7 separate regions of the Mus musculus genome follow, and regions 1, 2, 3, 4, 5 and 7 are each linked to region 6. A link is a contact called in public ChIA-PET, HiChIP or PLAC-seq and promoter capture Hi-C data. All regions are on one chromosome and are shown on one strand. The core of a region is the stretch at or near the end of the contact, and the rest is flanking DNA. Distances in the headings are between cores, read along the strand shown. Region 1 overlaps Pnpla6 (patatin-like phospholipase domain containing 6). Region 2 holds the start of Pnpla6 (patatin-like phospholipase domain containing 6). Region 3 holds the start of Camsap3 (calmodulin regulated spectrin-associated protein family, member 3). Region 4 holds the start of Rps23rg1 (ribosomal protein S23, retrogene 1). Region 5 holds the start of Pex11g (peroxisomal biogenesis factor 11 gamma). Region 6 holds the start of Prr36 (proline rich 36). Region 7 holds the start of Zfp358 (zinc finger protein 358).

Region 1 (3,783 bases), core at 666-3,165, 680 kb after region 6:
TAGACCTGTCCCTTCCAGTCGGCATGTGCAGAAGTCAGTGTGGGCATGTGTCTGGTGATAAGTGTCCATGCAGATGTGAGTGGGCAGCCACTTGCCTGGCAGGTTGTTGATGTAGCCACCATCCATGAGCAGGTGCCCATCCTTTGGGTCGCACAGCGGGGGTAGGTAGCCCGAGAGCGTCATGCTGGCACGTACATACCGCCACAGGGAGCCTGCCCGGTGGGATACACAGACACAGACACGCACAGACACGCTCAGACACACTCGGAGGCCCGGCCAGCCTGTGGGCTCGCTGACCTGGAACGTTGTTAACGTAACACCCGTCCACCAGCAGGTGCCCGTCCTTGGGGTCGCAGAGTGGGGGCAGGTAGGGACAGTAGGAGGCACTGGCCCGGACGTAACGCCACACGCAGCCTGTGGGGGATGGCGGGAGGGGGTGAGGTGTCCGACAAGCCTCCCGGCTCCCCACCCCCAGAGAGCGGACATACCTGGGGCCTTCGGGACATTAGTGGGTGATGGTTAGTGATCGGTGGACGGGCCCAGGTGGACGGTCACTTGTGTTAACAACGTCCCAGATGCTCAGCTGCCCCTCCCCTTACAACCCATCCCCACACAGCCGGCCAACAAGGTTGTAGCAGGGCTTGGCAGGATGGCACCCACCATCTTTGTGGACGCGCATGGCAGAGGCAGTGATGTCTGTGGTCACATTGAAGTAAGGCAGCCACAGGTCCTGGGAAGGGGTGAGAACCAAAGTGGAAGATGGTGGAAAACCCCGGGGAAGAGGCAGCAGGGCCAGGGGTAGGGGACGGACATACCTCAATCTGCTTATCCTGGAAGACACGGTGGATACTTCTGTTAAAGGCTGAGCCAGTAAACATGGAGGTGACAGGATATGTGAGGTCCAATACAGGCTCCAGTACAGAAGTCATGCTCTAGGAATCAAATGGTCAAAAGCAGTTGCTTAGTCACAGAGAGATCGTGGCTCCAGGAATATCCACATACACACAGGGCTGGAGAGTGTCAGTCAATACAATGATTGCTCTAGTCCAAAGTCCCAGTGCCCTACCCATACTACCGGATCAGGCTATGGCATCTTCACACATCCCCCTGCGTTTCTTGGGCCCTGCAACCCCATCTCCTCACACCCCCCACAAAACACACCTTGGCCCACTCCCGGGCTCGTTGTTTAGTTCGGCTGGCGCTGCGTTCCTCGGCATACAAGGCCCCAATGAAGGAACCTATGGATGTGCCTCCCACAAGGTCGACTGGGACTCCTGCCTCCTCTAATGCCTTCAGCACCCCAATATGCGAGCAGCCTCTGTAGAATAGAGGGGAGTCGGTGACAAGCTGGGGATCTCTGGGGACCTACCCCCAGGAATTCTCTTCTCACTTCCCCTCCTGAAAAAAAAAAACACACTAACCAGGCTGTGGGGGTGTCTCCCGGGTAATAAGCTCCACCCCTTACACATCCTTAGGACACAGTAAGGAAGCTGTGTCTTCTACTTAGCCTGTCTCTTACCTGGCTCCGCCCCCACCCAGCACCAGAGCAATAGTGTTTCCTGTGAGTACTCGTGCCAAGCGGGAGAAGTCGCTGTGACGGTCTGCACGCCTGGAGAAAACCTTCTCATACAGCTCATGCTGGGATCCAGGAGAGAATAAAGATGTGTTAGACTGAGGTAACAAAGAACAAGTCTAGGGGACCACTCAGGCACATACTCATCTTTGCTACCTACCCCTCACCTCCACTCCCGCAATTGGTTCAGGCTCTGTCTCAGCTCTCTGGTCCTGCCCAAGCCCTGGTCCTGCCCGACTGTGGGGCATGCTGTACCCCTAAACTACAACCTTTGGCAGATGTACCAAATGCCACTCAAGGTGGAAGAGGGCGTGACACCAAGCCACGCCCACAGGCAAAGGGGTGTGTCCCCAAACTGGAACAGGAAGCAGCAGAGGCGTGCCACTCAGGGCCTTTCTTCAAGCCACGCCCAAGCCTCGGTCCCAGATGGAAGAACAGTTATTCTCTGGCCCCAACCCCCACTGGAGGAGAGTATCCCTCAAATTATACACCTAAGCATTAGGTGTGTTTCCTAAGGCTCTTCTTCATATTACACCCAAACCCGACCCCTGAGGTAGAAGACAGATTGTTCCCCTGGGTTCCTTTTTTAGGTTCCCACCCCTTACAAGTTTCGCTGGGCTGCGCCGTGAGAAGAGGCGGCGAGGACAGCGCAGGTGCAGGTGCCCTGAGCACCAGCTGCGCATGTTGAGCCACTCTACAGTGCGCGTGGGACCAGGGCCTTCCTCCCGGTGCAGCAAAACCAGTTGCTTCAAGGCACGGACAGCAGTGTTCTCTAACATTTGCTCCAGCTATGGAAGACAGAGACAGGTGGAGGTCATTGATACCTTCTCTACCCACACCCGGCAAAGCTCAGCTCCCTCACAGAACAGCAGCATGAGTGTACATGGCCTTCCACAGGCACGGAAGGACAAGGGATGAGATCCTGAGGGGAAGACTGAGGTGTATGTGTGGGTAATCAGTGCATACAGTCTCCAGACCTGGCCAACAGTGGGTTCCTGGTCCCCCAGGCCCACAATGAGGATGCAGTCGGCCTGGCGCAGACAACGGACGGTCCAAGGCGTCAGGGATGTGTCAGTTTGGTAGAGCACAATGCGATGGGCATCTTCCTGCTGGGCCAACCACCCTGACAGCCGGAATTCTTGAATGCTGAGATATAATGAGGGAGGGTCATCCTGGAGCCGGCCTGGAGTCCCACAACCTCTCCCAATATAGAGATAGTGCAATTCTACTGCTGGGAATATTTAGATAATTCCAGGTCCCAACAATTAAAATGCACGCCAAGGCAGGGAGTGGGGTTGAAATGGGGACTCAGGTGTTGCAAAGGCATATATATATATGTATATATATATATTTATTTTCACATATATTTGTTTTGCATTACTTTGCCACATGAAATCAACAATGTTAATGCTCAAGAACCACATAAGCAAGTTACAAAGAAAAAAAAAAACCCAAACAATTTTTTTAAAATCCTCATAATATTTTAAGTTTGCTTTGAGCCACAGTATCTCACAACTATAAGAGCTGCATATGGCCCCTGGGTTTCCAATTTGACACCCCTGCTACCAAAAGGGATTTGCCCCACATCGTCTCCCTATTGATCCGACAGGCAAGACTCCTCGATTCAGAAGCCTAGTTCTCCAGCCCAATCTGAAAGAATGTCCAACACAGGCCTTCTGCCCTTCCAGCCCCACTCCCCAACCCCCACACACCTATCCAGTGCTGAAGCCCCCAGGAGTGCCCGGATGACGTCACTGTTAAGGAGGAGCGTGGGACCTAGTGGGGTTGAGGAATGGAAGTTAGACAGAGCGCTTGTCACCCATCCCCACGGCTTAGGCTCCGTTTCCCTCGCACCCACCACCCACTCACCCACCACTTAGTACGGGTGACTGGAGTATAGACACACCGTTCCACTGAACAGATTCCCTATCGCTCACCAATAGCTTGCAGAGCATGCTGCAGTTCCAGAGTAAAGGCCATCATGGGCACCTCAGCACACACAGGGAGGATAGCTACAGTAGACAGATTGCTGGCTGGGTTGGTCAGTTCCGAGTGCTGCGGAACACTGAGCCCGGAGCCTGTTGAGACACCAATCAGGGATCGGCTGAGCAACTCTGTGTTCAGAGAGGTATCTTCCTTCTCCCCACCACCTCCTCTTCTACCTATCTCCCTTTCCCCCTCCTCTTCTTCCCCCACTTCTCCTCACCCCC
Region 2 (3,692 bases), core at 540-3,039, 700 kb after region 6:
TAGTATTCCCTCAAAGGTTCCCCCCGAATCCTCACTCTGCACCCGCAGCCTTCGCACCACCAAGAGGATGAGCACGGCGGTGACCAGCACCGCCACTCCGGCCCCGATCATCACGCCCAGCACCTGCGGAACGAACGGCACAGGCTGGGCAACGCATATCCGTCTCCCCAAGCCCTCCTCCAGGGTCTTTTGAATCACCTCTGCCCCGGAGGAGGTTGTATTCAGTTCGTGACTCGGTGTCCCCATCTGCAGAATGGGTCAATGCGGTTTCCTTCCCATCCCCCTACGTGGGGGGAGCAACTAAGCCTTCCGAGAGACTAGGTCTCCCGCTATGCATGCCGGGAAACGTAGTTTCACCTGCACATGCCTGGTTCTCGGAGAGAGAATCGCGTGGTGCACGGCAAGACCGCCGGGAGTTGTAGTCCGGTACAAAAATTCCCCAACTCTTACCATTCCGGTTTGCAGTGGGGCCTCCATCGATTGTTTCGGACTAGGTAGCAGGTCTTGTAGCCTGCAGTCCTGGAAATCGAGGAGCAAAAGGGACCAGAACAAGATGTCAATCAAGCCTACCCAGCAGCGCCTACAGGCTCCTTACCCCTAGCTCGTCTCACAAGCCACGCCCCCTAGATACCTTTGGCTGGAGTGACTCCTCCATTCGCCGGGGTTGGGGTGAGAGCGTCTAGAGGGGTACTGCTAGACAGAAGGATAGGGGCAAGTTGATTTCCCCGCCCAGATCAAGGGATGAGACCAGCCCCCAGCTCTTTGTCCTACTTCACTTATGCATAAGGCGGACCAGACTCCGTAACGTTTTCATCTGCACCCTGTGGCCAAAAGGGTAGCCGTCCTGGCACCCACAGTCAGCAGCTCGCTGGCAGGTGCCCTTAAGCCATGATCTCTTCTGGCAGTGGTTCCTTCCTTAGCCTGGCCTTCCGTATGTCTGACTACTCTTGATTAACCAACCCTTAGGCGAGACCCCTTCCTACACCCTGTAAAGACGCGATGTCTCACTCCAGAAGAAACCAGGACCTGTAAGCCAGGAGGCTGAGGGACAATTGGACTTTGGGCTCCTGACCCAAGCCTGGGCCCATCAAGGAAGCTGGGGCGTGCACTGGAAGCACTGCTGTGCAATCTATTGAAAAGGGGGCTCTAGGGCCATCGGAGTAAGATGAGCTCCCAAAGTGTTATAGGCTCGGGCTTGGAGATTTAACTGTCACGTAAAAGGAAAGTTACCGGGTCTCGCGGTGCGGAGCATCCCTGGGATTAGTGAAATGATGCAGGATGTGTAACCAGGGACGCCGGAATTGGGGGAGGGTAGGAGGAACGACGCACTGGAAAGTTACTGAGATCCGGAGATACACATAACTACTTAGGAGTCTAGGAGCTTCCAGGAAGATACCGGGGAAGGTAGGAACGCTACCGGGACTCTCCTGGGACGCTGGAGATCTTTCTGATGCCTTTAGACTATTATTAATGGGAATTTAGAAGGATCGCAGGGCCCTGAGATGTTACCTGGAAAATTGTTAGATTGACTACTTCCATTCCGTACTCCAGGTCGCATCTGACTACCGATGCGGAAACACCGGGACAAGGAACTTAGGAATGGGGGTGGGGTGGTATTGGAGCATCAAAAAGTCGGGACCTACCCGGAATCAGGACAAATCGATCCGGGGCAAAGCTGAAGCTCTCTAACAGTCCTCGAAGGGACACCTTTGCTCGGTCGATGGAAACTCGTACCATTCAGGAGCTGCAACCAGGTCCACCCAGCTTCGGCCAACACCCCTAGTTTTCTGCCCGCTGCCTCAGACGCGGCACCTTTAAATTATTCCGCTGCAGGACACGCCCCATCCCCGCCTCCCGCCATGCTTGGAAGGTCGCACTGCGCCAGCCATGCCTAGTGTGGCGGCCTCTTAAAGGAGCTGACGATTTATGAAAGGGCTGCCTCACCTGTTACAAATTAGACCACCGCATTTACATTCCCTTTTATTTAACAGCCGCCCTACATGCCCTCCCTTTCCCCTGTGTCCGATTCGATCAGCCCAAGCCCTCACAAGGCCTGTCAGACGCAGATCTTTTAAAGCAAATTCTAAAAATAAATAAGCTGGGGTCCCAGCAGTACATGGGGATAAAGTCTAGTGGCAATCATCTTGGATCAGTTCACCAGCAGCGAATGGTCCTCCGGGGAGTCCCTGGAAGAGAGAAATGGAAAAAAGAGGCACCCAGTCTCTCTGGCACACACTTCTTCCCCCAGCCTCTAATCAATCCACAACCCAGATCTGGGGCTCCAACCTTCCACAGCAGCAGAAAAGGCTACAAGCTGAGCCACTGCCACGACGGAACTTGCCAGATGTGGGGCTATCCTGGCACTGCTCGATGTAGGCCTGGAGCTCACTCTTCTCTGTGCCAGTACCTCCTGGGTGCTGGAAAGAGACGATTCCCCGAACTCAGCATGAAAGATGGTCCTGACCTCTAGTGCTCTTTAGGTCCGGCCAACTGGACATCCTGCTGTTGCTCTGATGTGACCACTCTGGGTCTCATTTCTGGACCTTTGCTTTGTGGCTTGCTTCACTGTAGAAATCTTCCCTATCCCCGGATGTGGCCGCAGGTCTCAGGCTCATTGGTTCAGTGCCTTCTGCTGCGGGCCAGAAGCCTAGACTGGTATTTAGTAACCCAGCATCTCAGCTGGAACAGTGTAAAAGAGTTAGTGGGCATAAGGCCTGAACTCCTGCATCCACGGGTCCTGCGTGATATCCAAGTGTTGCAGCGAGACTCAGTGTGGCTGCTTAGGGCCTGGGTGACAGTAATGTACCTGTGGTAGAGCTTCTATCCATGTGGGAAAGAGTGCACACATCCACTGCCAGTGCCTCAGAATGAGGCAGAGTCCCCGAACATTCTCCCTGTGACTTCCTGGCACCACTGCTATTTCTCCAGGTCCTTTCTGCCTCCCAGTCTTTGGATGTTCCTTTCTACAAGTATGCTCTTCCTCGGGCTCCCATCTCCTCAATCTAGAATTCTCAAGAGATGAAGGGAATGTCCCAAGCAGCCACCTAGCTGCACTGACTTTTGGATAGTTATGTATATTTGCCTTGTGTGTGTGTGCATGTGTATGTGTGTGGTGTCTTATAGGGTACAAAGAAGAAGTAGCATTCCTGCAGGCTGTAGTTTCCTAGATGAGAGCACAGAGGACTGTGGGGTAGCAGGGAGGCAGAATTTACCCAGCAAACATCTTGTAAGGAGTCTGGGGGGCTGGGTATCAAGGAGAATCAAGTGGTCATTGTCTATCTAGTGATAGTGAGGAATATGAATGGTCTGTGTATGGACAGCAAGTAGCAATAGGTATAGAGGAAACATGGAGGGTTGTACAGGGGGACCCTGTTGTCCCTGCTGTAGTTGGGTATTAGGGTGGTCTTGAAAAAGCCCCTAAGCTGAATGTGTGTCTCAGCTGGTAGAGTGACTGCATAGTATGCAGGAAGTCCTGATTGCTACCCCCAGGACCACATACAATGGAGGTGATAGTATGCATCTATCTATAAGCCCAGCTCTCAGGTGGTGGACACTGGGCAGACGTTCAAGCTCACTCTCAAAGGAAAGATCTTAACAGACATGTGAGAAGGTTCAGAGGGGAAATAAAAGTTTTGCCATCAAACCTGATGACTCCACATGGTGGACGAAGAGAGCTGATTTCCACAAGTCGT
Region 3 (4,102 bases), core at 1,025-3,524, 630 kb after region 6:
TCAGAGAACCTGAATTATTCTTCCACACCAGCTGTCCTGGTCAGGGCTGGGCCTCAAACTCAACCATGACTTAACAGAGTTGGGCTCCTGGCTGGCAAGATTGCCCAGTGGGTAGAGGTACCTATTTCAGAAGACCCGATGAAGTGTTCAGGTGACAAGGATGATGTTTTGTGGTGGTTCTCTGACCTCCATCCACATGTTGTGGTGCATGCCCATGCTTACATACACAGGCAATGATAAAAAAATCAAAATTAAAAAGCTCAGGAAGCCAGCCTTTCTAATCTAATTATCTCGGCCTTGTGAGGGGCTGGGACAGAGGTCCCAACTCCCAAATCTTTTCTTTCTCAGGCCCCAGGTCCCTGGGGGTGTGCAGGTGTCAGAGGCAGCTGGCCAGCCACACAGGGAGGAGAGCGGTAAGAGAGACTACTAGAAAGTGGGAAAGACAGGACTGTGCAGAAGCAACTGATGGACAGCTGTCACAGGAGACCCACACCCGGAACAGGCTGGTCTGGGAAGGCAATGGAGTGGGGGAGGGGCTGCACCTACTTAGTGCCAAGATCAGTAGGAGGGCAGGGCATTTCCCACCACCACCACATACACACACACACACACACACACACACACACACACACACACATTCACATACACTCACACTCTGTTCCTGCCTTCTCTCTCTCTCTGCATCTTTGCATCTCTGTTTCTGTCTCTCCCCCTCTCCTTCTCTCTATCTCTATCTGTTCCTACTGTCTCTATCTTTTTCTGTCTCTGTGCATGTATGTCTCGTTCTTCTACTCCCAGTAAGGCCTAGACCTTAATGAACCTCTGTTTTTCCCAAGGCCAAGCCTGGCCTCCCAGTTCTATCCTGTGGTGGCTGAAGCTGCCCAAAGCCAGGACTTGGAGAGCCTTCCCAGGTCTGATAATCCACCTTCCTCATTTGCCCAGTAGGAATGGCCCTAGTCCTTCAGGCCTGTGGGCATGCGGAAGGGAGGAGAAAAGGGGTGGCTTCAATAAGAGAAGGCCTGGCCGCCCGAGCTGCCACCCTAGAACAGCTGGTGAATGAGCCATTTATGCCTACCTGAATCCTCAGGAAAATGTGGCAATAAGTCACAACTGCCAGCCTTTACGGGGCCATCGAGACGAAAGAGTGGTCCCAGACACACCACACACACACACACACACACACACACACACACACACACACACGCTGGCCACCGGCAAGGCAGGGTTTGTGTCCCAGTCACTGAGCTGTAGCTCTGATCTCTTAAAACGCTCCTTGCGGGGTCCAAGCCACCGCGTACACGTTGTGAGGGTAGATAGGGAAGGTGGGGGTAGGAGGAACCATCACAGGCTTCTGATGTGTGTGAAAGGGGAGTTGGCCATGCAGTTAGGCCCTGGGGTCTGAGGAGTGGGGTGGGAGGCGGGAAGCAGAGGACTACCAGGAGACCCTTCCCCCACCACACACAAAATTGGTCTGCAGACCCCACCCCTGCTCACCTGGGGGCTCTGATCCCGGGGTCCCAAGGCGCACAGCCTCTTGGCGGGCCCCACCCCCGACTGCGTTCCAGCGACCCGGGCGGGCAAAGTCCAAGGGCCCCGTCCGAGCAGGAAGCTTGGAGGCCCAGCTTAGCAAAGACCAAAAGCTCGGGGACCCTAGGCAGCCCCGAAGCTATTGTTCCCACGGCCCCGGCTTGGCGCCCCGCCCCCCGCACCTGCCGCGCCCCAGCCTGGCTCCCCCGGTCCCCTCCCCAAAGGCCCTCGGGTTACCTGCTCCCCCGAATGCGGCCCGCAGCACCCACGCCAGACTCGCCGCCGCCTTGGCTCGAGAGAAATCGTACTGGTCCAAAGACTTGATCTCGGGGACCAGGAAAGTCCTCCGCAGTGGCCCGGACCCTGCGGGCGCCGCTTCCACCATGGCGACGCCGGGGTTACGGCCGCCCGGGTCCGCGCGCTCTGATGGGCTGGGCTGCGTGCGCTGCGCTGCGCTGCGCTGCTGCCGAGCCTCCGCCACCCCGAATCGGGTTGCCGCCGCGGCTGCTGCTGTTACTAATAAAGCTGCTGAGGCGCCGCTGAACCAGGTGCGGTCGAGCGCGCTGGCGACGCGGCGTCGACCCCGCCCCAAGGCGGAACCCAGGTGCGCCCCGCCCCCAGATTGGACTCAGTTCTCTCTGGCTCCTGGGTCCACATGGGTCCCCACTGACATTAAAGCTTCCATAGGTCCTCCTGCTGCAAAGGGCGGCAGTGATGGCGGATGAGGGAAGGGCTGCAGAAGAACGCATGTCCCTGTATGCGTTCTCGTGTGTGTGTGTGTGTGTGTGTGTGTGTGTGTGTGTGTGTGTGCGCGCGCGCGCGTGTGTTCCTGCTCACTCCCGGACCCTGGAGAGGCTTAGGGACCCTTTGTCATGGATGTCCATGTAGGCTTTTGATCCCACACATATGCAGGTGGAGTTCACATATGCATATGGAGTTTGTGGCTATTACTATACAGTAAGTTCTAGGCCAACCAGGGCTACACAGCAAGACTCTGTCCTAGTTTAAAAAGAAAATGAATGTGTTTGTATCCACTTGCTTGAGAGTACCTGTGAACATCTCTGTCTATAGGTATCTAGATTTGTGATGTCATCTGTTTGTGAAGGTGACTGTTTCAAACCTGTTGTGGTACAATGGTTTGTATTAAGTGGCTAGGGTTGTGCCCTAGTTGACAGAGTCCTTATCTGGTATGTACAAAACCTTCTCCTCCATCCCAAGCACCAAATAAGCTAGGGATGGTGGTAGGTACATGCCTAGAATCATGGCACTTGGGAAGTGGGAAGAAGAGAATTTTTGTAAGTTCAAGGTGATCCTGGGATACATGAGATAAATAAGTAAAATCAAAGAATTGTGTTGTACAACCTTCTGTGTTCTAAGATTGGAAATGAAGGAAGAGAAAGAGCGGGGGGAGAAAGAATGATGTGAGTCTAAACACATCTATCATATAAGGGTGTAATTGTTGACTCTGTCAGGGCAGGAAGATGGCAGAGATACCAAGTGGGTGTATTTAGGCAGGAGAAAAGCTGTGTATGTGAGATTAGCTCTGTAGGGTTACTAGGTGGATTGCAAATGTCCTGATGTGTACCTTTGATATCTGCAGTATTTGTTGAAGAAAGCCTCTGACTAGATGTAGGTAAGGGTCTGAGAGGATCTGTGTGTTTGCGGGTGTGGTTGTGTGCATGGGGCTTTCTGTGTGTGACTAATGATGTGTAGGTGCATACTTTTTTTTTTTTTTTTTGGTATAAACAGTCTTTTGTGTGTGTGTGTGTTTTCAGGTTCAGCATTCCCAGCTCCATAATACAAATCTATTTATCTACAGAACTGGGTTGGAACACTCACTGTTTGGGGGCCTGTGTTACAGGTGGCTTGAGTGAGGTGAGGCAGAACCTAAGGGACTCCCCTCTGTTGACTAGATGGATCTTAGAAAAAGGCTGGCAGCTATGATTTTATTTTTTTTATTATTTATTTATTTATTTTGGTTTTTCCAGACAGGGTTTCCCTGTGTAACCCTGACTGTCCTGGAATTGACTCTGTAGATCAGGCTGGCCTCAAACTCAGAAATCTACTTGCCTCTGCCTCCCAAATGCTGGGATTAAAGGCATGTGGCACCACTGCCCGGCCCTTGGCAGCTACAAAAACTGCCACATTTTCCTGAGGATTCAGGTGGATATAAATGGTTCACTCACTAGCTGTCCTGGGGTGGCAATCTGGGAGGGCAGGCCTTCTCTTATTGAAGCCACCCCTTTTCTCCTCCCTTCCGCATGCCCACAGGCCTGAAGGACTAGGGCCATTCCTACTGGGCAAATGAGGAAGGTGGATTATCAGACCTGGGAAGGCTCTCCAAGTCCTGGCTTTGGGCAGCTTCACCCACCACAGGACAGAATTGATAGACCTGGTCTGGTTTGGGGAAAATGGGGATGAGGGAGAGGGTTAATTAAGATCTAGGACTTTCTGAGAGAGAGAGAGAGAGAGAGAGAGAGAGAGAGAGAGAGAGAGAGAGAGAGAGAGAAAGAGAGAAAGAGAGAAAGAGAGAAAAGGAGAGGGGGGAAAGACAGAAACAGAGATGCAAAGATGC
Region 4 (3,550 bases), core at 18-2,517, 650 kb after region 6:
CCACACATACACACAGACATACCTACACACACAGACACACATGCACACACACACATACACACAGACACACATGCACAGACACACATACACACATACACACATGCACAGACACACACACAAACAAACCTACACACACACATACACATATGCACACACACACATACACACATGCACAGACACACACACAAACAAACCTACACAGACACAGACACACAAACACACATGTACACACACAGACACACATGCCCACATACACACCTACACATATGCACAGACACACATACAGACACACCTACACACACACTCTCACACACACACATCTACACACATGCACATACACACACCTACACACATACACACCTACACACATGCACGCACACACACACACACACACACACACACAGGTTCTTCAAATATAACACCCCGTTGCACTCAGGTAAATAAAGCTGATCATACAAAATCAATACTTACAAACATGAACAAACACGAAGCAGAAACAGTATGTGATCCTCCCAGTCTATCTGCCTCTCTGAGTGCTCACACCTGCGGAGAGTGTCACCCCACTCCAACACAACCACTCAGGACCCACCACTTGTTTGAGCCATAGAAAAAAGCCACAAGAACAGAGGATTGGAAAAAATTTGCATACTGAAGTAAGATATTAAAAGTGTGGAAAGCAACGGAGGCTGCAGGGGGCTTTAAAAAAATCCTCCACCCCACCCCAACGACTGCTTGCTCTGAGGTAGATTGCAGGGATCCGTATGGTGGGAGGGGAGAACCGATTTCTGCAAGTTCTCCTCTGAACTCTACACGCACATATAGACACACACAAAGTAAATAAACAAATATATACTAAAATAATATATATACAAAGCTGCGTTCTTTAACTTCTTCCTTCCTTCCTTCCTTCCTTCCTTCCTTCCTTCCTTCTTTCCTTTCCCCCCTCCCTCTCTTCTCTCTTCCTTTCTTTCTTTCTTTTTCTTTCTGAGGCAGGGTCTCATTTTGTAGACCTGGCTGTCCTGAAACTTGCTGGCCTATATAAACCAGGCTGGCCTTGAATACACAGAGTTCTACGCGCCTCTGCCTTCAAAGTCCTAGTAATACAGTCTAGGGTTCTTTATCCGGTTCGTTTTCTCTGCCAATTCACTAACTAAAAGGCAGGACAAACCTCAAGCACGACAGGTGGCAGTGGAGAAATCTCCAGTCTGCTGACAGCAGCAGAGAGAATCGGCAGTTGAGGACAGGCATTTATCTGGGGTGAGAGAAAGACTCTCTGCAAAGCAGAGAGGTTGACAATGAAGGCTGGGGGTTTAAAGTCTGAGTTTTCTTCCCTACTTTACGGTTGGTCAGTTTGAAGAAAGACAGAGTAGCTGATTGGCTCAGAACTGTTGTGTGACCGTCCTGAGCAGACCTCGGACACCTGACCCAGACCAGCAGCAGAGTCCTGCTGGCAGGAGACAAAAGCATGTAAGGCATTTGTTTTAAGCCTCCAGGCTTTTGTCTCAGCTCAGCAGGGCGAGGAAGAAGCTACCATCCTCGGAGCTTGCTATCTTTGTTACCTAGCTCTGGCCGATCTCCCTCTTGGTCTGCTTATCTGGGAGTCAGTCTAATGGATAATCTTTCACTAGGATTAAAAGTTGTGCAAATCACATGGCGCCCCACCTCCCCTTTTAAGTCAAAGAAAGAGTTACTTATTTATTTTGTTTTTTCAAGACAGGGTTTCTATGTGTAACAACCCTGGCTGTCCTGGAACTGGCTTTAAAGACCAGACTGGCCTCAAACTCACAGAGATCCACCTGCTTCCACCTCACGAATGATGGGATTAAAGAGTGTGCTACCATGCCCAGCAAGTTTTTATCTTGCACGTTTTTAATGTGTGAGAGCAGGTGTGTAGTCTCTCTGTGTGTAGGTCAGAGGATAATTTGTGGAGTCCATTCTACCTTTATGAGGTTTCTAGGGACCTGAACTCAGGTTGGCAAGTGCTTTACCCACTGAGCCATACCCCCAGTCCTATTTGGGGGGTTGGGGGACATGTAAGCCAGGCTGGCCTCAAACACACTAAAAGTGGCCTTCAGCTTCTGCTTTCCACCGCGTGAGTGCTCTGGTTACAGCCATGTCACCAGGTTTGGTTTGCTGTTTGATTGAGGTGGGGCAATGTGCTTGGGTTGGAACCCAGAGCCTCGAACATCCTGAATTTGTTCTGTGCTTCCAGTAGCCCTCCCAGCTGTCCTGTCTAATAATTTCCAACTGTGCCATGAAACAGGACCTTCCACCCACTGCCAGGGGTGTTAAACTTTTCCGCCTTTTACCAGAGCAACTTAGCCAAGTGTATCAAGCACTACAATGAAGCCAGTCAGCTATGAGCCTCTGTTGTCAAGTCTAGTGTTTGTTTTTCCTAAGAACAGGAACAGGGGAAATGGAAGAATGTTCTTACTCGTTTATTGCAATAACACATTGGAGATAATAGGAAGAAATGATTGAGGGCTTAGGGCTGTGGTTAAGTTGGTAGAGCACTTGGCCTGCAAAAAGCCTTGGGTTCCATCCCAAGTATTGACTAAAGCAGGCATGGTGCTATGATCCCAGGAGGAAGAAGCTAGAGATTCACAAGTCCAAGATCATCCTGGGCCAAATGAGACTCAAAGAGAGGTCACTCACTGCACAAGCCTGATATCTGAGTTGAATCCTCACAGCATAGTGAAAGGAGAACAAACTCCTGTAAGTTGACCTCTGACCTCATATTTGCTGCTGCACCTGAATCAATGATAGGAGGGGAGAGAGAGAGAGAGAGAGAGAGAGAGAGAGAGAGAGAGAGAGAGAGAGAGAGAGAGAGCAAATAAAAAGAAGTTGGTGGGTGTGGTGCACAGCTGTAATCCGAAGATTCCAAAGGTTGAGGCAGGAGGATCTCAAAGTTAAGGTCATCCCAGGCTTCATATTAACAACCTACCTGAAAAAGAGGAGTAGGGTGAACAGGATGAGGGGGAAGAAGAAGGAAAATCCCCACCCCAATCTCATCTATGATAGTGAAAATCTAAAAGCAACCCTGGTGGAGGAGAAGAGGTTACAAGCTCAGGGAATATTTCATCTTCAATAACAAGATTTCTCCTGACGTTCCTCCCTTGAGTCCCCTCCTCCGCAGCACACTGGAGTGAAAGGAGTTCACTGTGGCCACTCTACATGTGTCTGCTTGCTCCAGTGGAATCCGCCTGTATGGTCCCCATTCCTTTTCATGGAGCGATATACATGTGTTTTTCCATGTCAGTAAATACAGGTCTGTCTCGTTCTTTTAAAGGCCTCAGAGCTTCCTATACCCCTACACCATTGTCAACAGCCTCTGGAACTATTTCCCACACACCTCCTCCAAATTGTGTGCTCCCAGAGGATGGATTGCCGATTTAGACATTATAGGCATCATTTTTTTTTTCTTTTAGACTATCAATCAAATTGCATTTCAAAAGAAAAAAAAATCTGAGGTAGGGGATGGGGCTGAGTTGGTAAAGTGCTTGCCTCCTGTGCTCAAAGCCCTGGTTTCCATCACTAGCATAAACTAGAT
Region 5 (3,861 bases), core at 288-2,787, 750 kb after region 6:
TGTTATACACACACACACACACACACACACACACACATATATATATGGCTCAGTGGTTAAGAGCATCGACTGCTCTTCTGAAGCCCCTGAGTTCAAATCCCAGCAACCACATGATGGCTCACAACCATTCATAGTGAGATCTGATGCCCCCTTCTGGTGCATCTGAAGACAGCTACAGTGTACTTATAATAATAAATAAATCTTTTTAAAAAAAAATACTGTTCTGGGGTCTGTGAATGTGGCTCAGTATAGAACATTAGCTTACCATGCAGAGAGCTCTGGGTTCCATCCCAGCACCACACAAACCAGACTTGGTGGCACACACCTGTCATGCCAGCACTTCTGAGGTTGAGGCAGGAGGACCAGGAGGAGTCCAAGGCCAGTCTTGGCTACAAATTAATTCAGTTGGAGCCCAGCTTGGACTACATAAGATCTTGTTTCAAAACAAATACTCAAAATACTTGTGTCTTCACTCCTCCAAACACAACAAAAAAACAAAACAAAACAAAGCAAAACAAAACAAAACACAGCTGGTTAAGGTGAATTCTCTGGGTGCCCTGCTCAGGTAGATATGGATCAAACACCTTTAGCGATCAACTTTTGTCCTTCCTGGAAGGAAGAGTGGAAGAGAACTTTGACTATTTTGTAGTTGTTTTTACACACACGCGCATGTGCACCACACCATAACTGTGGAGGTTAGAGGACAGCTAGCACCAGAGTGGGTTCTTACTTTCAACTATGCCAGTCCCAAGGATGGAACTCATGTCTTCAGGCTTGACCTACATGCGCCTCTACCAACTGTGCCATCCTGCTGGCCCAGAGCTCCCTATGTAGATCTGGCTAGCCTGGAACTCACGGAGAACCTCTGCCCCCTGAATGCTGGGATTAAAGGTACTTGTTCCCTGCCGAGCTCATTTTTCTTCTAAAGGTGCCTTTTAGCCAGGTAACTAATGATATCTAATATAACATATCTAATGATGTCTTGGAGCCTTGTGCCACATGCCTATCATCCAGCATTTGGGAGACTAAATAAGGAGTGTAAGGCCAGTTTGAGCACATGGTGAGTTCAAAGATAGCGTGAACTAAATGAAATCCTCAAAAAAAAAAAAAAAAAAAAAGAAAGAAATCTAATCACCCCTCAAAGAAAGTGAAAATCAAGATGCCTTGTGAGAGTACACCAGTCACAGATGCTCAGAACAGACAAACTGATAAAGCAGGTACATGAAGCCCACAAGTGAAGCTTTTGATTGTCCCCACTCCCCGCTCCCCCCCCCCCCCGCCCGTAGGCAATGAATTAATTTTTGAAACATTTTGCTTGCGGAGTTGCCTAAGCAGCGGTGGAGCGAATTTCAACAGGCTTAGAAGGTCATTCTGGGTGTCCGTGGGCAGGGAGGACAGACGTGGCAGTAATACATTTGCAAACTGGGTTCGGGCTAGCACGCCTACAAGGTAGCAGTACTCGGACAAAGGGCAGGCAGTTGCGCCTGCGCGGACCTTCGGACCTTTCCAAAGGAGTTTGACCCCGCCCTGGGTGACGTCACGACCGAGTTGCCATGGCTCTGCTGAACCGTCTGGCTTCCGCGCTGGAGTCCCACCGGGTCCGGGACCGCCTGGTGAGAGGAAGTCTGGGGCCTTGGCGGGACCGGAGTGACCTGGAGTTTGGTCAGGTCTCAGAGATGAGGAAAACAGGCCAGAGAGGGGGTCCTAAAGGGACCGGTGTCTTACATGACAGCAGGCTGTCGGCAGGCTGGTGTCTTACCTGAGAACTTCCTACCTCAGCCTCCCGAATTGCTGGGATTACAGGTGTGTGCCATCACACACAGCTTGAAACTAATCATTTCTGATAAGCAAGTGAAATAATAAAAGATCTGGGACTGTAGCCCACTGCATTCCTAGCATAGACGAAACCTTTAGGTCCTTCCTCAGCACCGCACAAACCAGATATATTGGCACAAGCCAGTGATCTCGGCACTTCTAATGGAAAGATCAGGAGTTCAAGGCCAGCCTGGGCTACAGGATACCCTGTCTCAAAACAAAAGAAACAAAGATACAAGGGCGGTGAGCCTGCTAAATTTCCGTGTTCTAAGTGTCTTACTGAATGGCCCCTCTCTAAAGTCTTCCAAGCAAATGGCTATTTTGCCACCTAGACTGCTTTTTCAGTCCTGCTAAAGGCAGAGCTAGGCGGAAGAGCCTTATGCCCCTGCCTGTGGGCAAAGGAGAGCCCAGGAGGTGGGAAATAGTTTTGTTTTCTGTCATTTCAACCATTGGTGAGCAAGCTAGCACTCTAATGGGACTCCCCATGGCAACTCTTCCCCCCCTCCCCTTCCCCTCTCCTCTCTTCCCCTCTTCTTTCTTTGTTGAAACAGGACCTTGTTATGAAGTTCTGGTTGCCTATAACTTACCTTGTAGTCCAGGCTGACCCTGAACTTTCTTGTCCTTATGCCTCAGCTCCCCAAATACTGGCTGGGATGACAGGTGTGCCTCACCACACCCGGCTATGTGGCACTTTTTGGATTTTGATGTCAAGCTCTCCTCTTAACTTCTGCCTTGCCTGGGATGTTGGCTCAATTGGTAGAGTGCTTGTGCATTGTGCACGATTTGGTCTCAGTCTCAAGTACACCAGATGCTTGTACACCTCTCATTCCAGAGTTTGGGAGGTGGAAACAGGAGGATCAGGAATTCTAATCATGACCACGGTGTCTGGTTAGCCTGGGCTACGGAGACCCCGTCTCAAATTAACAAATTAGAATAATGTTACATCTTTTAAAAAAGGAAGAGAGAACGAAAGAAGCTTTCAGTTTTAGCCAGATTAAGTGCCCCATGCTTGTTATTACAGCCTTGCGGATGCTGAGGCAGGGGCATGGCAGTGACTTGCTGGGCTATGCAGTGAGTGAGGTGAACGTGAGACCCAGCCTCAGCAACCAAAAGAAAGAAACAAAAGATAAAAACCTTTCAGATTGGGTTGGCAGTTTGATGACTCTTAGAACTTTCTGGGTTTTTTTGAGACAGGATCTCAGTAGCCCAGGCTGGCCTTAAACTTGGAGGTGATCCTCCTGCCTCTGTTTCTCAAGTACTGACAAGTATAGGCCTGATCCACCGTGCCCAGCAACTCTTTCCAGTTTCCATCCTAAAGTGTCCATGGCTGGGTGTGTGGTAGGGGATTGCAGCTCAGCCATGATTGGAACCATGGTAACCGATTCTGGTCTCCCACAGATCCGGACACTGGGGTATTGCTGCCAGCTGATCGGTGGGGTCCTAGTGGAACAATGCCCCAACAGGTCCGAAGTGGGAAGGCGCTTGCTGGTGGTGTCAGCCCAGTTCAATCATTGCAGGACTGTCTTGAGACTCTTTGATGACCTGGCCATGTTTGTCTACACTAAGCAGTATGGCCTGGGAACAAAGGTAATGGTTAATGGGGCTGTAGGGAGAGGGAAATTGAACTTCCCAAGGATCAAGAGCAGTGGCTTCCATGGATGTTTTAAGGGCTTGCTCCAAAGTGCTTCCTACTGGGTGATCTTACTATTTGTTATGGTAGTATTGGCCACAGAACTGGAGCCTTGCACATTTTACTTAAGCACTTTACTGTTAAGCTACATATACTGCCCCTCAGTGGAGGATTCTAGGCAGGGGCTCTGCTGCTGAGCCATACTCCCAAACTCACCAGGCAGGTAAACTGATCATCTGAGTTTAGATGGACAGAGAACACTCCCCCCCCCCCCCCACACACACACTTCGAAAGTCCCCACATCAGGGGTGGTGGCCTACACTTGTAATCCTAGCACTTGAGAAATAGAGGCAAGTGGATCTGAGGTTTAAGATCTGGGTTAGGGAGATAGTTCAGTCGGTGAAATAATTGTGTAA
Region 6 (3,591 bases), core at 314-2,813:
GTTTTTTGTTTGTTTTGCTTTTTGTTTTGTTTTGTTTTGTTTTTGAGACAGGCCCAGGCTGGTCTCCAATTATCTCTCAGCCAAAGATGATGTTGAAATTGATTTTCAATTGGTCTCCACCCACCAAGTGCTGGAATGATAGCTGCACACCACCATTCCAGGTTTATGTGTTGCTGAGGATAGAGACCAGGACTTTTTGTATGCCACAGAAATACTCTGCCAACTGAGCTACATGGCCAGCCCTGAAAATGCTCTTAATTCTAGGTCCAGCAGACCTCATTCCAGCTGCTTGCTAGCCCTCCTTCTGAAACTTTTGAAGATGTTCCTGGACTCATTTCTTTTATCTAGTTAGCACTGTGATGAGTCAATAAACCTTAAGTAGCCCAGGCGGACCCGGAACTCAGGAGCCTTCTGCCTGTATCTCTAGAGTATTGGCTGTACAGCCCAAAATGCCAACTCAATGAGCCCATATACTTCAGAGATCCCTTACAGACCAGGGTCTTGGTTTAACATCCTCTATGGGTAAGATGCCTTATAAGGCACACCTGCCCCACTGGATCCATGAGCTGGCAAACTAAACTAAAGTGACAGCTTTTAGTTGTTCAACTGGGTTGAGATACTCAGAGTGCTCTCAGTTTCTTCATACACATTTTAGAGAGTTCTCTTTCCCTCTGTAATCGTGTTTTTTGATACTCCACAAATTCAGCTCTGCCAGGAAGTTTCTGAGGACTTGACTGCCTGTGGGCCAGCAAAGTTGAGATGCTCTGCCCCACAGAAGGCAGAGCCACCATCGTGTTTCCTATTTCTCTCCCTTTCTTTCATCCCGCTATTCTTCCTCTCTCCTCTCAACTCTGGGATCTGCTGTGCATCCTCTAAGTCCAAGAGTTTGGGGCCTGGTGAGATAGCTCAGTGGGTAAAGACACTTACGGCCAAGTCTGATCACCTGGATTCTATCTCCAGGACCCACTGGTTGTAGGAGTGAACTGAGCCCTACAAGTTGTTCTTTGACTTTTACCAGTATGCAGTGACATGTGCACAAGGACACACACACACACACACACACACACACACACACACACACACACCAAATAAAATGTAATACAAAGTAACTCCCAGGGTTCTCATTCTCCCACCAACCGTATCAGGTAAGGGCTGTGAGAAAAGTCAAAGTTACAAAATAGGTGACCTGGCACAGGTGTCGCAGGACTATCTAGCCTCCATAGTCATCAAGTGCAGGAAAAGAGGACCAGGGCACACAAAATGGCTGGATTGGTTGGTGGGCCAGAGGCACAATGATCCCGCCCTACTGGTTGCCAAGGCCCAGCCTATCCCTTGTCTAGGAGAGTGTCTGTCTCCAAGTGCTAGAGAAGGGGGGTGTCGGAGCAGGTGCAAGAGCTTGAGTAGAGGACTGTGAGGGTCTTCAAGGATTCCCCCACTGAGCCTCTCGAGTTCTGTGGTTGCTAGACACGACCATTGAAATCGGCCTCTTCTGGGGTATTACAGGGAGGCAGCACCCGCACCTCCCTCGGAGGCGCGCCTCTTTTCTTAGCCCTCTCGGCACGCTCTCGGCTCTGGACCGAGAGCGAGTGCGCGCATCCTCTACTCTCCCCACCCGAAGCTGGGGGGCGGGGCCGTGGCCAAGCTCCCTAGGCTCTGTCGCTTGAAGCCCCCTCCCCTTGCCTTTTCGCTGCTCCCCGCTACTGCTCTCCGGCCCAGCCCCACCCCAAGCGACCCTGTGTGGAGCGGCTGGTGCCCAGAGGCGGAGGTGAACGCGTGCTGTGAGCAGGTGGATCGGGCGGATCGTTGGCATAGGGGACCAGACTGGGGGAGGGGTCAGCTCTTTGTCTCCCAGAGCCCGTTCGCGGGCAACAAGGCCACTCTTTTTCTCTGTGCAGGTGCCTGTGGAACCTGAGGAAGGACGCTGGCGAAGCCCCATCGGCGTGCACACTGAGGCCCCTGAATCTGGAAGCCGGAGGCATTTCCCTGTTTGCCGGATTGGTCATTTAGGTTTTCAAGAGGCGAGGGGGTAGGGGAGTGGATGTTGTTCTTGTAATAGGGCAGAGGCGGGGTCGGGGGTCGGAGGGTGGGGACTGAACAGGGCGTCTTAGCCTTGGGGATGGAGGTAGCCGTAGGACTTGAAAGCGGCCAGGTTGGTGAGCGGGTGTGGGTGCTTAGAAGAAAAACAAATCGAGGCTCTTTAGGCTGAGGTTTAGGCACCCATGGGTGGCGATGCTAGAAGGAAGCACAGGGAGGCTTCAGGATGGTTTGTAGTGATTGGTTCAGGACCTGGGATACCAAGCCTCCTGTCTTCCTCATTAGGTGCGGTATGGACAAGAGGGATAGCGTCAAATCAGGAACTGCCCCGCGAATGCCGTCTTCACGACCCCCTGGCCTTCTGACCCCTAGGCCTCCTTCTGGGTCCGCTCGACCTCCTCCCCCTGTGACCACTGCTGCCCTTCGAGTCTTGGAAGCAAACGGAGCTATGGGGCGAAGGTCCCTGGTGGAGCGAGCCCCAGGCGTCTGCAAAGCCGCTCTTCCACAGACCAGCAAAGCCGCTCTTCCACAGACCAGCAAAGCCGCTCTTCCACAGACCAGCAAAGCAGCTCTTCCACAGACCAGCAAAGCAGCTCTTCCACAGACCACTATTCACGGGGCACCAGCGCGCAGTGCTGGGGCAGGTCCTCGTAGCCCAGGTACTCAGCTTTATTTGTGACCTCCATCTGCACTCTGCTTACCTTCTCTCTTCCTTCTTAGATACTCCTCTTTTTCAGAAGTACCACTGATTTTTGTCTTCTCCCTGAAGCCAACAGGCCCCCAGCTTCTGGGAAAGGAGAGAGGGCCCCTATGAAGACCCCTGGCCAGGGCTCTATTTCTAGCCCCGGGCGTGCCAGCAGTGGGATTGCCAGGTAATAAGTTAATTCCCCCAACTCCCTAATTCCCCAAGCAAGGGTTAGCAATTTGGAACCTTTTGATCTTAGACATGAATGGGCTGGAAAGGTAGCTTGGTGTGCTAAAGTGCTTGCTGCACAAATATGAGGTCCTGAGTTTGAAACTTCAGCACCTATGTAAAAGCTGATCTTGATGTATCACTGTAACCTCAGCTCTGGGTGGGAAGAAAAGAGGTGTGTTTCTGGTGCTCAGCAGAGGAAGTGTCAAACATCAGTTTCTGTGAGAGATCCTGTCCCCCAAAAAATAGCCAAGTGTAGTAGCACTTGCTGTTAATCCCAGCTCTTAGAAGCCAGAGGCATGTGGATCTCTGTAAGTTCAAGGCCAGCCTACACAGTCCACATAGTAATAATAAGCAAAACAGAAAATAAAACAAGGCAGAAAAATGGGTCCAGCTAAATGTTGGTGTTTATCTCTGGCCTCCACATGCACAGGCAATGGGGGGCGATGGGTGAGTACAACTGTATACACATGTGCACACACATACACAAAAATATTACATATGAGATAGCTCAGGAACACTTGCAGATAATGGACACAAATTGGGCAAAAGCCATTATTGGTTGGGTCACAGAAAGTCAAGCAACTCTATTTCACAGATGGGAAAATGTGAAATTGGGAATGCTAACAACTGGTCTTCCTGTG
Region 7 (3,827 bases), core at 980-3,479, 720 kb after region 6:
AGGAGGTTGGTGGAGGGAGGTTCTTGGGGAGAGAGGACTGGCCATGCCACACCAAAGTCCCTGGTGAACATATACAGTTCTTGTTCTTGACTTTAACCACAGGAAGAGTCCTAACCGGTGTCCCAGCTAGGATTTGGAAGAGAAGGATCCTAGTGCTGGGACTCTCACTTTTCACCTCAAACCTGGATGGGGGCCATCTTGGGATCTTGTTCTTTTTTTTGAACAGGGGCTTGCATAGCTCCAGCTGTCTCTCAACTCGTAATCAAGGAGGATGTTAAACTACTTATACTCCTGCCTCAACCTCCTGTGCGGAAGTACAGGGAGTGCACAAGCATATTCAGCTTATGTGGTACTGGTTTCCTGAATGGTAGATGAGCACTCCACCCTCTGAGCGGCATCCCAGACCCCCATCCCGAGCTCTATGTAGTACGTGGACTTGGGTGTTATGGAAGGCGGTTCTCAGATCTGATACCCTAAATCTGGGGGAAAGGGTGTTGTGGTTCTTTTTTCATGAGGTCATGGTCTGAATTCTTGCCCCACCCTGCAAACTGGTAGATCTGGGGGTCCCTGATAAAGAGGGGAATGTGTGTGACTTGTCTTACCGAAGTAGAATGGGTAGTGGTAAGGATGGGAAGTTAAGGATACCTAGTAGTCCTTCTCTGTCACGGTGAAAACTGCAGGGCTCCTTGTTTGCTTCCAGGAAAGAATTCTAGACCTCTCTAGAATTCTAGCTTGAGTGAGATATGTTCTGTCTTAAACCAGAGGACAGGGAGTGGAAACCTGAGCTAGCAGTGGTGGCACACATCTGTTATCCCAGCATCTTTTGAGGATGAGGCTGGCAGATCTGATCAGCCTGGGCTACAAAATAATAACGTTTTTCAAAACTAAGGAGGGGTGCATACATGGCCCCCTTCTGGGGAAAGGGGCAGAAGGATCACTAAGAACTCCACAGCCAGAGGGTGGAGAGAGCAGTTAATATAGCAATTTTCCAATTGGCTTATAAGATTGTGGATTTTAACCCCTTGGTGAAGAGCCGGTGATAACTATAGCTTGGGGGGGGGCCTCTGGGGGGTTACAGAGAGAACTGGGGGGTGGGGCACAGAGGGCTGAGGAGGAATGTCTTCAAGGGAAGGGAGTTCCTGAACCACACACTCCTTGATTAGGGTATGAAGACTGTTTTAGGGAAAGAGGCAGATGTGGAGAAAGAGTAACACCTCTCTACCTTGGGGCTAAGTGAACTCTTTGTTGGGCTGGGCTCCAGGGGACTAGGGAGACCTACCTGACCCCAACCTCACAGTCAGGAGATAGTACACAGAGGGGCGCTGAGTTTCCCCCAACAGTTTCTCTACCTAGGCCCAACTGCTGGAGATTAGTGGGCAGTACCCCGGGGTCTCCGCCCAGATTTCTGGAGACAAGGTATTTTTAGATTGCCTTCGAAGGAAGCAGCCTCATGAACTCCCATCTTGAATGGAAACTCACATCTGTCTCGTAGATGTGCAGAGGGCAGGTGCACCCCGATCATCTCTTGGGAAAATGAGCTTCCAGAGCTCTACATCCTAAGACTGAATGTGGAAGATAACAATAACTGGGATTTTTCTTGGGATTCTTGAGGTAACACGACACCTCCCTTCTGAACACACACACACTATGGAGTATAAAGTCCCACATAGGAAGAACAATGCCCCAAGCTTCTCTTGGTTTCCAGAAAAAAAGAACCCCCTTCTGAAACAAGGAGGTGTTCTGTTCTGTGGGTTCCGAGCTAGCGGGCGCCTCCACCCATCCGGATCTCAGATTCACTGTAGATTAGGGGGTGGTCCCGCCGTTGGCCGGATAAACGTACTAGGCCTGAGCTCCTCCGGACCCCCTTCCCACCGCGTCCGCCACCTTGACCCCCCAAGTAGAGCGCTGGCACCATGTACTCTGCAAGGGGTGCGTAGAGATAGCCTGGGGCCGCGCCCCGCACCCTGCTCTTAGTGTTGAGGGGTCTCCTCCCAACCACCTCCCCCTTTTGTCCAGCCTTCCCCAATCCAGCCCGATCCGCTTTCGGGGTCACTCACCCGATGCCCCTCGCCCCTGCCCGGCCTGGCTGCACTCGCGCTGGCCAGCCGGTGTCTCCCCGCCCCAGGCTTGCAGGAAACCCCACCGATCGCCAGACCCGCTGGCGGCCCCCTCGGCCCAGCGGCCCCGCCAGGCACTCCCGGGGAGCGAGAGGGGCCGGCCGAGGGCCGCTGCGGGAGCTGCTGGGACTTGTAGTTCGCTCGAGCCCTCCGCGGCCGGCGCCATCGCTGCCCCCGCGCCGCCCCACCCCACCCCCCCGCCCCCGGGCCAAGCCTTTGTCCCGACCAGGGCCACCCGAGCTGGCGCGCGTCCAGTCTTTGTTTGCGCCCTACCAACCCGCGCCACCCTAACCCTCCATGCACCCATGTGACTTTTCGGGCCCCTTCTCCGACCCCCGATCTTGACTCTCCATCTGTATCTCTGTCTCCATCTGTCCATCTTTCTTCCATTCTGTCCCCTCCTCTCCATCTCTTTCATTATCTTCTTTAAAAAATGGATTCAGTGCCTATGCATGCCGTGTTGCGCATGGGGAAATCAGTAGATAAGTTCCAGGAGTCCGTTCTCTCCTTATTCCATCCCAGGGATAGAACCAGGGTCTGCAGGCTTGGCCGTGCACTTTTACATGCTGAACTATCTCTCCAGTCCTCCTTTTTTCCCCATTCTCCTTCTCTACCGTAATTTATTTTTTCCTCTTTTAATTTCTTTGCCTCTGGCCCAGTCATTTTCTCTGCCTCTGCCTTTTGTCTCTGCCTACCTTTGTCTTGCCTTCTTTTTCATTTCTCTATCTTGTTTCAAACACCAGCTATCATGATACTCAAATTATATAAGCAAGAGGCCGGGGGAGGGTGTGCTTTGAGAAGGCCTGCAATTTAAATATGCACTTGTCTTTTCTTCATCTAGTATTATCTCAGAAAGTTTAGGGCTGTCAAAATGGCTCAGTGGGTGATGGTTTGTGGTAAGACAGGTGGTTAGAGAGGTGACCCAGTCGGTAAACTGCTTGTTGCAGAAGCTGAAGACCTGGCTTGAGATCTCTGTCACCTATGTGGAAGGACAGATTCAGTGGTGGGTATCTAGAATCCTAGCTTTGAGGTGGCTGAGGCAAGAAGACCCAAGGGCTCACTGGCCAGCCAGTCTAGCTGAATCAGTGAGCTCCCAGGGTCATTGTGAGACTGTGTCTCAAAAAGTAAGGTTGGAGGGACAACCAAGTGGCTTAGTGGGTAAAGGTGCTTGGTGAAAGGCCAAGGACCCGAGTCTGATTCCTTAGGACCAACATGGGTGGAAAGATCAAACTATTTTCTAACCTCCACATGGAAGATATACACACACCACTACATAAATAAATGCAATTTTAAAAAATTAAAATAAGGTGGGACCCATTGAGGAAGACACCTGAAGTCAATCTCTCTAGTCCACATATATGTGTAAGTACAAGTTCTCCCCCTCCCCTGTCTCTATCACACAAGTGCACACACACAGAGTTTTTGTTGATAGTAGAATCTTTCACTAATTTTAGGTAACCTTTTGCCCTCTGATCCTTCCATTTTCTCAGCTTCCTATTCAAATGACAGGTGACACCAGAGGCAGTCCAGGAGGCTGGACCAAGAGCTGATTTCTGGAAGACGTTAGCCAGGACCAAGGAAGGCTCTAGACCACACTTTAAAGCCCCAGCTCCCTCCACCGCAGGGGGAATGAAAACAAGCCCAGGGGGATCTGGCAGCTGGACTCTGGATGTTGCTGCCTGAGTATAAACAGTGGTCACAAAGAGAAAT

Evidence for each region. Promoter capture Hi-C pulls out the DNA fragments that hold promoters and counts their contacts. ChIA-PET counts read pairs in DNA pulled down with a chosen protein or histone mark. HiChIP or PLAC-seq counts read pairs in DNA pulled down with a chosen protein or histone mark.
Region 1: a promoter capture Hi-C map of embryonic stem cells shows a contact between it and region 6, with 9 read pairs. The contact joins the enhancer-like site here to the promoter of Prr36 in region 6. A contact is called at or near these places in 6 of 39 promoter capture datasets (the 3T3-L1 cell line, HPC-7-derived erythroid cells, cranial neural crest and 3 more).
Region 2: a contact with region 6 is called in an RNA polymerase II ChIA-PET map of effector CD8 T cells, with 10 read pairs. The contact joins the promoter of Pnpla6 here to the promoter of Prr36 in region 6. A contact is called at or near these places in 5 of 39 promoter capture datasets (the 3T3-L1 cell line, HPC-7-derived erythroid cells, cranial neural crest and 2 more), 4 of 115 datasets of contacts at active chromatin or transcription factors (effector CD8 T cells, embryonic stem cells, stem cell-derived neural progenitor cells and 1 more) and 3 of 9 other capture datasets (adipose tissue, embryonic stem cells and macrophages).
Region 3: an H3K4me3 HiChIP or PLAC-seq map of forebrain shows a contact between it and region 6, with 6 times the contacts expected there. The contact joins the promoter of Camsap3 here to the promoter of Prr36 in region 6. A contact is called at or near these places in 5 of 39 promoter capture datasets (the C10 cell line, cranial neural crest, embryonic stem cells and 1 more) and 2 of 115 datasets of contacts at active chromatin or transcription factors (forebrain and pancreatic cancer cells).
Region 4: a promoter capture Hi-C map of embryonic stem cells shows a contact between it and region 6, with 8 read pairs. The contact joins the promoter of Rps23rg1 here to the promoter of Prr36 in region 6. A contact is called at or near these places in 4 of 39 promoter capture datasets (cranial neural crest, embryonic stem cells and neural stem cells) and 2 of 115 datasets of contacts at active chromatin or transcription factors (both in embryonic stem cells).
Region 5: a promoter capture Hi-C map of embryonic stem cells shows a contact between it and region 6, with 2.3 times the contacts expected there. The contact joins the promoter of Pex11g here to the promoter of Prr36 in region 6. A contact is called at or near these places in 6 of 39 promoter capture datasets (the C10 cell line, the HPC-7 cell line, embryonic stem cells and 2 more) and 3 of 115 datasets of contacts at active chromatin or transcription factors (embryonic forebrain, embryonic midbrain and embryonic stem cells).
Region 7: a promoter capture Hi-C map of embryonic stem cells shows a contact between it and region 6, with 10 read pairs. The contact joins the promoter of Zfp358 here to the promoter of Prr36 in region 6. A contact is called at or near these places in 2 of 39 promoter capture datasets (embryonic stem cells and neural stem cells), 1 of 484 Hi-C or Micro-C datasets (embryonic stem cells), 5 of 115 datasets of contacts at active chromatin or transcription factors (bone marrow-derived macrophages, embryonic midbrain, embryonic stem cells and 1 more) and 2 of 9 other capture datasets (adipose tissue and liver).

The regions. Positions count from the first base shown.
Region 1 is chr8:3,534,398-3,538,180 of GRCm38.p6, reverse strand. Pnpla6 (patatin-like phospholipase domain containing 6) reads right to left here. Exons shown (of 35, transcript NM_001122818.3): 22 at 3,511-3,651; 23 at 3,286-3,349; 24 at 2,551-2,719; 25 at 2,179-2,361; 26 at 1,520-1,638; 27 at 1,162-1,318; 28 at 816-932; 29 at 661-730; 30 at 96-212. Among named protein-coding and RNA genes, the nearest start is that of Pnpla6, 21 kb to the right of the region's middle. Within about 2 kb of position 1,915, at least 30 of the 459 cell types and tissues checked have an H3K27ac peak or open chromatin away from gene starts, as enhancers often do. A contact at or near this core is called in embryonic stem cells, where this site is marked.
Region 2 is chr8:3,513,508-3,517,199 of GRCm38.p6, reverse strand. Pnpla6 (patatin-like phospholipase domain containing 6) reads right to left here and starts at 1,789. Exons shown (of 35, transcript NM_001122818.3): 1 at 1,644-1,789; 2 at 632-690; 3 at 451-519; 4 at 36-123. The coding sequence starts at 655. Mcoln1 (mucolipin 1) reads right to left here. Exons shown (of 14, transcript NM_053177.1): 13 at 2,287-2,417; 14 at 1,968-2,186. The coding sequence ends at 2,150.
Region 3 is chr8:3,585,622-3,589,723 of GRCm38.p6, reverse strand. It overlaps Camsap3 (calmodulin regulated spectrin-associated protein family, member 3), which reads right to left and starts at 2,274. Exons shown (of 17, transcript NM_027171.3): 1 at 1,765-2,274. The coding sequence starts at 1,912.
Region 4 is chr8:3,565,715-3,569,264 of GRCm38.p6, reverse strand. It overlaps Rps23rg1 (ribosomal protein S23, retrogene 1), which reads right to left and starts at 1,267. Exons shown (of 6, transcript NM_001024728.2): 1 at 1,169-1,267.
Region 5 is chr8:3,465,324-3,469,184 of GRCm38.p6, reverse strand. It overlaps Pex11g (peroxisomal biogenesis factor 11 gamma), which reads left to right and starts at 1,537. Exons shown (of 5, transcript NM_026951.3): 1 at 1,537-1,613; 2 at 3,214-3,402. The coding sequence starts at 1,554. It also overlaps a transcript of Tex45 not described here.
Region 6 is chr8:4,215,284-4,218,874 of GRCm38.p6, reverse strand. Prr36 (proline rich 36) reads left to right here and starts at 1,563. Exons shown (of 7, transcript NM_207203.2): 1 at 1,563-1,786; 2 at 1,896-2,007; 3 at 2,320-2,693; 4 at 2,804-2,906. The coding sequence starts at 2,327.
Region 7 is chr8:3,491,540-3,495,366 of GRCm38.p6, reverse strand. It overlaps Zfp358 (zinc finger protein 358), which reads right to left and starts at 2,229. Exons shown (of 2, transcript NM_080461.2): 1 at 2,058-2,229.